Linked DNA regions of Mus musculus: region 1 is linked to region 2. A link is a contact called in public Hi-C data. All regions are on one chromosome and are shown on one strand. Each heading gives the region's core, a stretch centred on a gene start, on an enhancer-like site or on the middle of the called end of the contact. The rest is flanking DNA. Distances are from core to core; before and after follow the strand shown. Region 1 holds the start of Tnni1 (troponin I, skeletal, slow 1). Region 2 has its middle 34 kb from the start of Gm4793.

Evidence for each region. A called contact is a pair of places that touch in the nucleus more often than the background predicts.
Region 1: a Hi-C map of the HPC-7 cell line shows a contact between it and region 2, with 1.7 times the contacts expected there. The contact joins the promoter of Tnni1 here to the enhancer-like site in region 2. A contact is called at or near these places in 1 of 39 promoter capture datasets (cranial neural crest), 1 of 484 Hi-C or Micro-C datasets (the HPC-7 cell line) and 3 of 9 other capture datasets (adipose tissue, liver and pancreatic islet).

Annotation. Positions count from the first base shown.
Region 1 is chr1:135,795,649-135,802,120 of GRCm38.p6, reverse strand. Tnni1 (troponin I, skeletal, slow 1) reads right to left here and starts at 2,700. Exons shown (of 10, transcript NM_021467.5): 1 at 2,625-2,700; 2 at 2,101-2,148.
Region 2 is chr1:135,628,303-135,634,813 of GRCm38.p6, reverse strand. It overlaps a transcript of Nav1 not described here. Among named protein-coding and RNA genes, the nearest start is that of Gm4793, 34 kb to the right of the region's middle. Within about 2 kb of position 3,148, at least 94 of the 459 cell types and tissues checked have an H3K27ac peak or open chromatin away from gene starts, as enhancers often do. A contact at or near this core is called in the HPC-7 cell line, adipose tissue, liver and 1 more, where this site is marked.

The sequences.
Region 1 (6,472 bases), core at 1,451-3,950, 170 kb before region 2:
CCAAGAGGGGAAAAAAATCTAGTGTGTCTTCACTCTCTCCTGGCTGTTTTTTCTCTCTCTGCAAAATTGGGGCCTAGATAGGTAGTGTGCTTCCTCCTCCTCCTCCTCCTCTTCTTCTTCCTATTCTTCTTCTTCTTCTTCTTCTTCTTCTTCTTCTTCTTCTTCTTCTTCTTCTTCTTCTTCTTCTTCTTCTTGGTTTTTTTGGGGGTGGGGTGGGGTTTTTTTGTTCTTTCTTTCTTTTTTTTTTTTGGAGACAGGGTTTCTCTGTGTAGCTCTGATTGTCCTGGAACTCACTCTGCAGACCAGGCTGGCCTTGAACTCCTACCTCAGAGATCCTCCTACCTCTGCCTCTCAAGATCAAATCTCAAGATTAAAGGTGTGAGTCACCACCACTAGTAGTGTGCTTAATAGTTAGCCCTTGAACCTTTTATTCAAACCAGGTCTCACTTGGAAGCAAAGCAGGTTCAACCACTAAGTAGCAATGACTGGTTTTAAAAGCTGGCACAGCAGTCCTCTGAGAGAGCAGAACTGTGGAGCAGTGAGAAGCCCCTGACAGGCTGTCTCTGGGCGAGGCCATCTTTAGGAGGCCTGAAGGCTGCAGAGACTACAGACCTGACAGGGTGGATAGGTGGGGGATAGAGGAAATGACTGAGCTGAAGCTCAGGGAAGCAGGAGCAGTCAGGCTGGGAAAGATGTGTGATGTTGGTCAGGAGGCCTGAGACGGATGATAAAGCGGTGGAGCAGCATATATAGAGAGGACAGGCATGGAGTTCAGAGTTCATGTTTAGATTAGGTTCGTGAACTTAGTTTGGAGCACTACAGAACCCTTGCAAAGTGCCCACTAATAATGTCATTCCGTAGTCACCCTTCTCAGGCCCATGAAGAACCCCCCCCCCCCCGAGCCCAGTGACCAGGCTTGGATCTCCTGTCCTGTTAGGGAGCCTTGCACCTAAGCCTCTGTTCATTCAGAGAGTGGGGGCTGGGTGGGAGGTGACCCTGGAGTCTCAGCTGTCCCCAGGGGGTACAGGGGAAAGAGATGTAGGAACCATCTATGCATTCCCAAGATGCTTAGCTGAAATTAGGTTTTATACACAGCTGCTGATCCCAAGAGCTCTGCTCTTCTGAAGACACGGGGGTGGGGGTGGGGAGTCCAAAAAGAGACACTAGCTGACAAAGATCCACCCCCACCCACGTCTGTCTGACCTCTGGGAATGTGAGTCTCAGCCGAGTAGGTCTTGCATCTGTCTCCCTAGAATGCTTCACCCTGGTGGGCATTTAGCCATGACTGTCCTTCCTCTATCCTTTAGAAAGCCCACTGTCATCAGTGTGGGGCCCACTGCTGGGGCCAGCCTGGGCCTCCTGCCAAGCTCCAGGCAGTCCCCAACTGTCACACTGACAAATGCCAGGCCCAGGGGTCCCACATCAAGCACGAGGCCTGACCTGTGCTCTGACAACACCACCACCCCCCTCCCAGGCAGGACCCCTTGACAGGCTCTACGGAAGAGAAGCAGGGCCTGATTAGAAGCCAGGCTGTAGATAGCAGTGAGGCAGGAGGGCCGAATTCCATCTGTACTACAAGCAGATAACAGAAAACACAGAGCTGGAAGGAAGGAATCAGACTCAGACCTGACTCAAGGCTTGCCTTCCTGGCCCTGAGGCCCTTGGTGTGGAAAAGCTGCCAGCTTTCCACGCCACGCCTGCACGCTTAAGTGTGAGTGTGTAAGTCCTGTGTGAAACACAGCAGAAAGGAACTGACCTTCCTCATAAGAACATCATGCTCTACCCTTGCTCCCCACCTATGACCTTGGACCTTAGTTCAAGGGCACCCCCATCCTCCCAAACAGGGTGTTAACAAGCTGGACTTCCAAGCTTGTGACCAGGAAGTCCAACATTAGAAGCACTTAGAGTCCATGCCTTGGGGTAGGGGCTGCCTTTAACCTAATCCTCCTCCTACCACCACGCTGTCTAGATATCTTACTAGCTTATGTCCTCACAGGCTCTTGTGTTCCCACCCCAGACACTGCTGTCATCCACCTCCTGCCAACAGCTCCTACAACTCAGAGCCAGAAACAGTGGAGAGGCATGACGGTCTGTCTTTACCTGTTCGTGTCCTGTGCAGGTGAGACAGGTGAAGAGGGCTCAAAGTGCCTGTCAGAGAGAAAGGACAAAGAAACAAGATGGTCTCTTTGGTCAGCAGGGCCTCCGGACTGTCTCCTCAGAGTCCTGCATGCCAGCCATCTTCTTTTCCTGTTGCTGCAGGCCTTAACCACTGTCCTGTCTCCCCAGGCTTCTCCTAATTGTGATGCCTTGGCTCACTTGGTCCCCAGTGCCACCCCTCCCACCAGGAGCCCTGTCCTTCCTGCCACTGGCTGCAGTCCCTCATGAGAGCATCCTCCACTCTGCCCTGCTTTGAGCCCCTGAGGAACATGTTGGACAATTGTTTCCCTCAAGACCCAACACCCACAGCTGTTGGATGGGACAAAAGGCAAGGTTCGTACGGTAGTCTGCCACCAAACCTTCTTATCCAAATAAGAAACATCTCTGTCTCCCAAACTTCATTTCCTCTTTAAACAAAACCTCACCTCTCTACTCAGCCCTGCCCAGGTCCATGGTCAGACACTTACCTAGTTTAGTCCTCGTGGAGCTAGGCTGGCCTGAGCCTCACCACAGACTGCAGAGTGTGGGGGCAGAGCTGAGGGCAGGCTATGAAAACCGTGGCCTCCGGCAACTGGCCAGTAAAAATAGAACAGCCGCTGCCCCTCCAGCTGCCCCTCCTTCCCACCCCCTCCCACCCTGCACACCTCGCAGGGCAGATATGTGCTGCCGTGTAGACCACAGGCTTAGAGACCAGTGTGTGTGCATCAGGAGCACACACCAACCCTGCACACATGAGCCTTTGACTTGGGGGAAACAGCATTCACCTGGGAGAAGGCAGAGAGGGGAAGACTACACTGGCTGTGGAGCTGACCAGACACATGAACAGGAAGGGGTATGAAGGAGATCAGGGCATTGGGAGGCCTGAGAAACCATTAAAAGGACCAGGGAAGGAGCTGGCAGGCTGACACTTCCTCTGCAGCCAGGACATTGTAGACATGCTTCAAACCCCTCAAAAAACCAAAGACCTAAGTGTTTGTGTCTCTGGTGACAGTGAGACAGGAGGGTGCCTGCAGAGTTCTGGTGGCCCCAGAGCATGTTTCTGAGGTCCAGCTGAGTCCCAATAGCAGAAACACAACCTTTGTGTTCATGGAAGCCTGCAGATGGAGTAGACTTCCATCCACATCTTCAGATGGCCTTTAAGGAATCCCCATTGCCCAGGTTCTAAGTAGCATTCCACATTCCGTTTCTTGAACCCAGGGAGACTAAAAGTCTTTTCCCTGCTTAATCTTCATGTCAACCAGAGCCTGCCTGACTGCAGGGCCACACCTGTTTCCTGAGTATTTTTAGGGCTGTTGATGAACACATAATACCCACCCTATAGTCAGAGAAAGACAATGCCTGCTATGTTAATCCAGTGGCTATTATAGTCAGTCATCTTGTAGGCCAAGATCCCAGGTTAGGCAGGACAGGCAGAGGACTGACCCCCTCTGGGAGGTCAGAAGCAGGCTCTCAGAGGGAGGGTGTAGGTGGGCAAGTGTGAGCTAAGGAGGTGTATTTCCAGGGCCCATAAAGAAGAAAAATCCTGCCATGGGGACACTAATATTCTGCTGCCTGGCAGAGATGGCTCCAAGTCTGCTCTTCACAGGTCACATTCTCGAAGCCTGTAAGACTTCTCTTCTGAAAGTCATGGGTTCAAATCCCAGAAACCACATGGTGGCTCACAGCCACGCATAATGAGATCTGATGCCCTCTTCTGGTGCATCTGAAGACAGCTACAGTGTACTTACTTATAATAAATAAATAAATAAATAAATAAATAAATAAATAAATAAATAAATAAATAATTTTAAAGAAAAAATTTGAGGTGTATGTGTGTGCGCGCAGGTGTGTGTGTGTGTGTGTGTGTGTGTGTGTGTGTGTGTATGTGTGTGTGTGTGTGTGTGTTATCATGTGTGCAGTGTATATATAAGTGTGTGTGCAGAGGCATATTGATAATTGTGGAGGCTCAAGTCGACCTGGGGTACCATTCAATGGGAACACCTGCCATATTTTTAGAGACAGAGTCTCTCACTAGGACCTGTGGTTCACTGATTCAACTAAGCTACCTTCCCAGAGAGTCCCAGAGCCCAGCCTGTCTCCCAGTGCTGAGGTGATGTTCTGATATGGGTGCTAAGGATCAAACTCAGTAGAGAGCAAACATTCTAACAATGGACCGTTAAGACCTCACACCAAAAATGAGTTGTCGGCATGAATTACCTTGCTTTTTGAAAAGGAAAATAAAGAAAATGTGGCAAAGCACAAGAAAGGACCAGAACAAACCAAAAATTAGGTAACCATCGGCTTACAACAAGTCACTGTGAATGTAGACCAACCAAGAGGGTGTCTTCTCTGCTGAAACTACAAGACAATGTGAAGAGGGTCTTGGGGAAAGCAGGAACTGGATTCTCTTGTTCTAGGTTCCAGCGTCCTGCCTCAATTTTCTTTCCCTTCACACCTTGTGGCTCCAAGCACCCATCTCTCTCTCTCTCTCTCTCTCTCTCTCTCTCTCTCTCTCTCTCTCTCTCTCGCGCGCGCGCGCGCGTGCGCACCCACCCAAGCTCATGACTCCAATGTTGGCTTTGCACTCTGGCCCCAATTCTGGCTTTGTACACTGGCCCACAGACTTCTCTGGGGTCTGTCTCTTGATATCGTTCAAAAATGACCCTCAAAACTAAGTCTGTCATGGCCTGAGGTGCTTGTACAAGCTCCAGTTTCCCCAAGCATGGAAGTGGGTACAGAGACCTCCAGAGCCACCCACTGGTAGGCCCTGCAATCTCTAGCAGGAGTCCTTCTCAGCCTAGCTAAGGGTTCAATCCGGATGTCTCTGCCCTGCTACCCCAATCACTGCCCTTATCAAGGTGCCTCTGTTGCTTCTCTCCTGACCTCCTTGCTTACAGTAAAGGGCGCCTCCTTTTCAGTTCACATCTGTCCGGGAATAGGTCACCCACTTCCTATTCTACCTCTACAGGGGCAGCTATGGAAGAGCCTCCAGGCTATGTCTAGCTTCTCCTCAGACATGGAGCCAGAAACAGCCAGCACTCACAAGCTCTCCAGAGTCCCCAGGCAGAACTTCCTGTGGCCATGTGGATAATGGTTCTGCAAACACAACAATGTGAATAGAATATTTTATATAGCCAAATCACAGATATGATTAAATTAAAGATGGGGAATTCTCCTGAGTTATCACAAGTGCCCTTTTAAAACTGGGGTAAGTGGCTCAGAGTTGGTAGGAGATGTGACAAATGAAATAGAGGTCAAAGGAGAGAGATGCAAAACACTGTCCTCCAAGTTGGAGGATGTGAGAGCCAGCCAAGGGACACAGGTGGCTTCCAGGACCTAGAAGAGAAAAGGAAATAGCCTTCCCTGGCTTCCAGAAGGAAGCAGGCTTGCAAATATCTCATGCCCCAGCCTTGTGAGACTGGTTTTAGACATTGGCCTTTCAGGATAACTTGTATTGCTTTGAGTAGTTAAGCTTGTGGCGGCTTATTATAGCAGCAATAAGAACTTAATGGGCTCTCTCCTGTGAGTTGAAGGGCCCCAGGCTTCATGGTTAGGTCTGCTTGGAGCCATCCAGAAAGCAGTGAACTTGCAAGGTCAGTGAGAAGAACTTAGGGTAGGTGAAGTGAACCCAGAGCAGGGCAAGGTCTTGGGGAAGATCCTGACACTTCCTTGGCAAAACCCAGCCCCCTAGGCTTCACCTTCCTGAAAGCAGCTTTCTCTCTTGCTGGGAGGACCATGAAGGTCAGAGGAGGAAGACTCCACAGTCCAGGAGAACATGGAGATAACATGGACATGTGATAAGCAGTTCCGATCGATGAGCAGCCCCTCTGCACAGACTCTTCCCTAAGGTGAGCATTCGTCTTGTTCTAACTCTGCTTCTGTTCCTCCTTCTACTCCAAACACACCCCTGTCTCCGTCTTTAATGCTGCTAAGGCCCATAGGTGTCCATTGAGTGAATGAGAAGGCAGGCCCTTCTTAATGAAAGAAGCCCAGCAGGCACTGAGGCTCCTCCAGCTCAGAGTAGGACTTAGGGAGCACAAGGGTATACTTAGCTGCACCGTATGTCCCGGTGCTAACCCAGAGCTCTAGGAGCACTCCTTTGCTTTCCTAGGATGACCACTTGCTACATACAACTCCTCATGTTCCAGGGCCTCCCAGATTCATCTACAGTTTCTACTCTCTGCTATTCACCCCACTTCCACCCCCATCTCAGCATCATCCCCAGTCTCACCTAAATAAAGGCTCAAGGCTAGATAAGCCAGCTCCCCAGGGCCCTTAGAACCTTTCTCCTTGGTAAACTGGCTTAAGAGTATGCCATGACCGTAAGGGAGCCTGC
Region 2 (6,511 bases), core at 1,899-4,398:
ATATCTGAATCTTCTCCATGGGGAAAGGCATGAGAAAAGTAACAAAGCTAAGCACTGGTCCAAGACAAGGCGTGCTAGCACATCCCCGAAGGCAAAACGTGGCAATATGGAACATTGCTTGCACCTCTAGTACTCACATGGTGACTCACTATGTGTCCGAGTACTGGTGTGTCCAAGCCAGGGTGACTTGGTCCTCAGACAGTCACATTGGGAGAGCCCTCGTCTCTGCAGTCTAAGGCTCAGCTTGAGTGTCTGTCTCTGCTCCAAAACTTGCTCATTTGAGCTCTATTTTCTCAGGTGCTTCTGTGAGCTCCTGTGCTGTGCTAGGCTCAAGGACGTATGAGAACCACAAAGGCACCTTATTCAGATACACAGCCGTTAGAATCAAGCACAGTTCTGCTTCTCTTCCTCCAGTCAGTGAGCCCTTTCTATTTGGCTGACATTCAGAAATGCTGTCTTTGGTGAGCTTCCCTTCTCTGGCTCAACTGACACTTTTTCCTCAAGTGACTCCTCGAAGCCTCCTCCCCACCCCAGATGCCAAGGCATCACCTTTACCTACAGATTCTTTCTTTTCAGACGTAGCAGGCATGGTGGTATGAACAGGAATGGCTCCCGTAGACTCAAGTGTTTGAATGCTTGGCTCAGGGAGAGGCACTATGAGGAGGTGTGGCCTTGTTGGAGTGGGTGTGGCTTTGTTGGGGGAAGTGTGTCACTAGGAGGCAGGCTTTGAGGTTTCAGATGTTCAAGTCCAGCTCAGTGAGTCAATCTTTTCCTGCTACCTCCTGATCAGGATGCAGAACTCTCAGTTCCTTCTCCAGTATCATGTCTGCCTGCATGGTGCTGTGCTTCCTGCCATGATGATAATGGACTAAACCTCTGAAACTGTAAGCCAGCCCTAATTAAATGTTTTCCATTATAAGAGTTGCCATGGTCATGGTGTCTCTTCCCAGCAATAAAACCCTAAGACACCTGGCTTTTAGTTAATCTAGGGGCAGGCTTTGAACTGGGGAAGGACAGGCTGGAACAGCTATGCACAGTGAAAGGTCAGGATCAGAGTCTGGCTCTCCAGCATGACCACTGTCTTACAGCCCAGAGAAAAAGAGGAAGTCCCTTCCCACTGCTTTGGGATAACTTGAAAGCAGTATTCTTGTGCTGTTTCTGCTATGACATGTGCGTCTTCTGTAACCAGGATATTCTTTACCTCTTGCTTCAGTCCTTCCCAGCATGCCCCTCTTCTGGTACGCTCATTAACTGTGGTTATCTCACTTCGTGACTAGCTCCCCAGAAGTTGTCTATGTCGTTTTAGTCAGAGATGTCATGGGAAGCCAAGAAGGCTCTGAGGCCTGCAGCTTGGACTTAAATATTGGCCAATCTAATCTGTGTCTTAGTGGGATTAAGATGAGTGCCTCGACCAGAGTCAGTCTCCTTTCTCTTACTTGTAAAATGGAAACAGTAACATTTTCCACATCACAGGGTTTTCTGAAGTGAAATTAGCTGATACATATGAAAGGCTAGGGGCAGTGGCTGGTACACAGTGAATGTCACATATACTCTTGTCTCTTGTCACTGCATTTCTCTCAAGCGTCTGTCTGCCTTGTGGACCTCATCTCTCCCGTAAGGCTGGAAAGCCCCAGAAGCACCTTCATGTGTCCTCCAACCTGGATGCTTCCTGACGGCAGATATTCTTCTCTCCTTGGGGGTAATCCAACACTGACGCTGATGCTAGCCCTAAGTTAGCCAGGGCTTCGGACACACCAAGGGAATATGAACAACCTCATATCGTTACCACCTGGGCCTGAGAGGTACCCTCATGGGTTAGACTGCCAAAGAATTCCTGTTTTGTTTTGTTTTCTAGATCACTCAAGGACTAACACTGTCATTCTTTTTTTTCTCTCTCTCTCTCTCTCTCTCACATACACACACATATACTTCCTACAGACTCTCCCTCCTTTTTTTAAAAAAAGATTTATTTATTTTATATATGTGAGTATACTGCTTTCAGACACACCAGAAGAGAGGGTCAGATCCCATTACAGATGGTTGTGAGCCACTGTGTGGTTGCTGGGAATTGAACTCAGGACCTCTGGAAGAGCAGTCAGTGCCCTTAACTGCAGAGCCATCTCGTCAGCCCCAAGCTTCCCTTTTTGGTCATTCCCAAAGTACTTTGTGTAGTTATCTATTTAACCGTATTTATTGACCACACAACAGGGTTGTGGGAGGTAGTGATGGGCTTCTAGAATGCCCCCATTGAACTTACAGCCCTGTGGGAAGAGACTGAACAGGTAGGATGAGTTTTAACAACACACAGAAGGAACTCTGGTTTAGCCCAAGGGCTGCAGAAGTGACCTTGTAATCAGAGCCAACAACTATGAAGCACGCCTATGGGCAAGTGGGGTAGTTTGCATGAAAATGGCTCCATAGGCTCATAGGGAGTGGCACTATTGGGAGGTGTGGCCTTGCTGGAGTGGGTATGGCCTTGTCAGAGAAAGTGTGTCACTGGGAATGGGCTCTGGGGTCTCTGATGCTCTAGCCTGGCCAGTGTGTCATTGTCTCTCCTGATGCCTGAGGATCCAAATGTAGAATTCCTGTAATTTTTGCATGCATGTCAGCCTGTATGCCACCATGCTTCCCACCATGATGATAATGGACTAAACCTCTGGACTGTAAGCCAGCCCCAGATAAATGTTTCCTCTTATAACAGTTGTGGTGGCCGTGGTGTCTCTTCACAGCAATAGAAACCCTAGGACAGCAGTTTAGAGTGTTCTGGGTTTTCTGCAGCCTCCTCTTGCTTCCCAGCCTCTACCTTCTCAAAGCACCCAGCGTTTCCTGGGATTCACACATACCTGTCTTTACCGCATATCTCCCACTTCCAATCTTACCATCTTTCTGGGGGCTCTGTGTTGATTGGAGTTGAGACTTTCTGAGTGAGCAGCGCTCGTAGTGCAAACCACAGATGATCAGATAACATCCTAACATGCCCCGGAGGGCTTCCAGCTAATGTTTGAAGACTGGATCTACAGACACCTTCCTGCAGGCTGCAGCCTCTGCTCTGCTGGGCTGAGTGCCAAGCTACGATAACACAGGGAGCACGTGGGCCAGATTTCCTCCTTCCTACTCCTCAGGAAGCTCCGCCCCTGCCCTCCACCCTACTTCCTGTTTAGCCCAGAAGTCCAGGTCAGCTTCCTTAACAGCTGTTGCTCATGTTCTTCATTTAGACTGGTGAGCTAGCAGCTCAGTGAGATGAAGTGAGGCCAATCCTTCCCAGGAGCCTTCATTCCGGGGCCCGCAGAGAACAAGAGTGGGGGGGGGGGGTTGACCATCCTGCCTCTGTAAGGGACAGAGGAGAGGAGCCCAGCTTCAGGGACCAAGAAGCAGACCAGCATATTGATTGTCTAGTCTGATCCAGACACAGTACTTGGCAGCAGACTAACTTCCTCAAGAAGGCATCATTGCTAGAGATGTCCAGGATAGATCAGGAGTGAAGAGCATTGTTGTGTACGTGGCATGGAGACGGAGCTCAGGGCCTCTCTTCTCCTCAGAGAAGGTCAGGGAGATCTTCTCAGATGGGAAATCTTTTTTTTTTTTTTTTGGATGGGAAATCCTAGTGGTACCCAGGCAGCAGAGTCTTCAGTCCAGGGACTGGGGGATGGAGAGAGGAGGCTGCTCTTCCTTCTATGGTTAGTCTTGGAGCTGAATGGGTTCTACAAGGGTCATCCTATCCTTGCCCTTGCCTTGGACAGGTGGCTAATATCAGGGAGGTATTAGGATTAGGGGGCTCTGCCCTTCACTCAGAAACCACTTCCAGCCCTGCGTGGTGTACATGCTTGTAATCCCAGGGGACCCCAAGTTAAAGGCCATCCTGGAGGACATACTGAGAGCCTGTCTCAAGAAACGGAAAACAACACAAACATTTCTGGAGCTTTTCCTGGGGCCTGGACTGGATTGGTCCCACTTAACATAAGGAGGAGTCAAACCAGGTATCTGGGTGTTGGGGGTCACTGACTTTCCCAGTCTCCTCACCTAGGCCCCGCTGGCAAGGATGGATCTCCTAGGAAAGAGAAATCATATCAGAGAGCTCTCTGAGAAGGTAATGCCACACGCTTCATGGGGCACATGTTCAGGATCTCCCGGCTGCCACCCTGGTCATTTTCTTCTCTGGTTCTAATTTTTATGGTTGGAAAGGGACTTCAAGACCCTATCTTAGTGAAAATGGAAGACAAAGGTTTTATATCTGCAAAGCCCATTAGCCAGCATCCCTCGATTCATGGCGGATATGCCACCCCAGTCCATTAACCTCTACCGGGCCAGCCCTCCTGCTCTGGATACAATTCAGTTTTCTGTGACCCTCGTAAACTACAGAGCACAAAACTAATGTGTTGAGAGTTTCATGAGGTCCTGACCCTAGTACAGAGGTCTGGGATCTCAGACACAGGATCCCCACCCCCATCCCCTGATGTTGATGTTCTGGAAGTATCTTTCTATGAATCTTACCTCTCTAGAAAGATAAGCCTTTACCAGGGGTCTTTTTATGGGGGGAGCTGCAGGAAGGCTTCCTGAGAACACTCAGATTCCTGTTAGCACCATTCTTATCCTTGCTATAAAAGAGGCCATGCTGGGGATGGGGCCCGAGGGTGTGGAGCGGGGAGGGGAGAGTGTCTGTGTCATAAGCAAGAAAAGATCCGCAGTGCTTAAGCGCTGGGTGCATCACCAGGGCTAGTCTGAGGAGGGAGAGAAACAACACTTTATTTGGAAACAATTCTGCTGAGATGCAGTGTCTCAACTTCTCTTTCCAGCTGTTTGTTATGAGGTGCTTGCTGTGTGCTCAAAACAGGGGCTGAGTCTTAAAGTTACAGGCCATGTTCTGGGCTTCGATCCAAAGGAGCAGCTCAGAGCAGATGAGCAGCCCTTAGGGGAAGGGTCCTAAGCAGTCAGCTCTTCTGGGTTCCCCTTATTTATTAGGGTTCTGGGGCAGTTCTCTCTCAAAGCCTTTGCACTTGGAATGACCCTTGGACAGGAAGGCACCCAGGCTGGGGTAGAGGAAGGTTTCCATAGAAAGAGTCTCCAGGTGGAGGCAGCCAGTGAATCTCCTGCAGGGCTCACCTTCTCTGAGACTTAATTTCTCCTTCCTTGGGTTCCAAACCTAGAATGGACAGTAAAACAAATGTCTTCTGCCTTTTCTCTGAAACATGGCAAGGTGGACTACAGTCTTTATTTTATTTGTTTGTTTGTTTGTTTGTTTGTTTGTTTTTCCAGAGCTGAGGACCGAACCCAGGGCCTTGCGCTTGCTAGACAACTGCTCTACCACTGAGCTAAATCCCCAACCCCTTATTTTTATTTTTATTGGAGTTTTTTGAGACAGAGTTTCTCTGTGTAGTCCTGGCTGTCCTGGAACTCACTCTGTAGACCAGGCTGGCCTCGAACTCAGAAATCTGCCTGACTCTGCCTCCCGAGTGCTGGGATTAATGGCGTGCGCCATCACTGCCCGGCCTGTCTTTTTATTTTTGAATTAACATTTTATTTTGCATGTGGGCGCACATGCACCGTGGCATGTCTGTGGGGGTCAGAATGACATTGTGCAGGGATTGCTTCTCTCCATCCACTGTGTGAGCCCTGGGAATGCAACTCAAATGGTTGACAAATGCCTTTACCCACTGAGCCATCTCACTGGTTCAGGATCCAGTCTTCAAAGGGCATTGTGGGTTTTAGAAGGTGGAGGTGAGCCAAATGCAACAGGAAAAGAAGGGACCATTGAAGGAAAACAAAACAAAACTGGTGAACTCCAAAGAGAGCTTGCAGTTTAGTCAATAGTAATATGCCGGTGTTAGTCTCCAGGTTTTGACAATGACGTGTGGTTGTGTGAAGCTTGAACATTAAGGGAAACCGGGCAGAGGGCAGATGGGAGTGCTGCTCCTTTTCCTAAGAAAATAAATAATAGCAAGTGCTGGTGAGAATTCAGGGAACAGGGAGCACGTACACACTGTTAAGCCATTATAACCAGTACAGAAATCGGTATTGAGATTCTTTAAAACAAAGCAGCAGCAACAATGTAAAAACTGTATTCCATGATCCAGCTACACCGCTCCAAGTGCAGAGACCCCACGTGCCATGGTTTACTGTTGTATTATTTACAATAGAAATTACAAAGCAACCCAGGTGCACATCAACAGAGGAGTGGATAAGAAGAAGACGGTTTATATTCACAATGGAATTTTATTCAGCCATAGAATAAAATTGTGTCACTTTTCAGGAAAATGGATACAATTGGAGATTGTCACATTGAGCAAATTAAACCAAGCTCAAAAAGACCAGTATCACATCTGAGAGTCTAGGACTATATATAGACCTATAGGATCTATACATGTATAGATACATATGTGACTTGAAAATGAAAGCAAACCTGTCTGGGAGAAGCAAAGAGACTAGGAGGAAGTAGGAGGGGCAGGGAAGAAAAGAGGATATGCTGGAATACATGGCCGGAATACAGTATATACTCCATACTGTCCTTATGGAA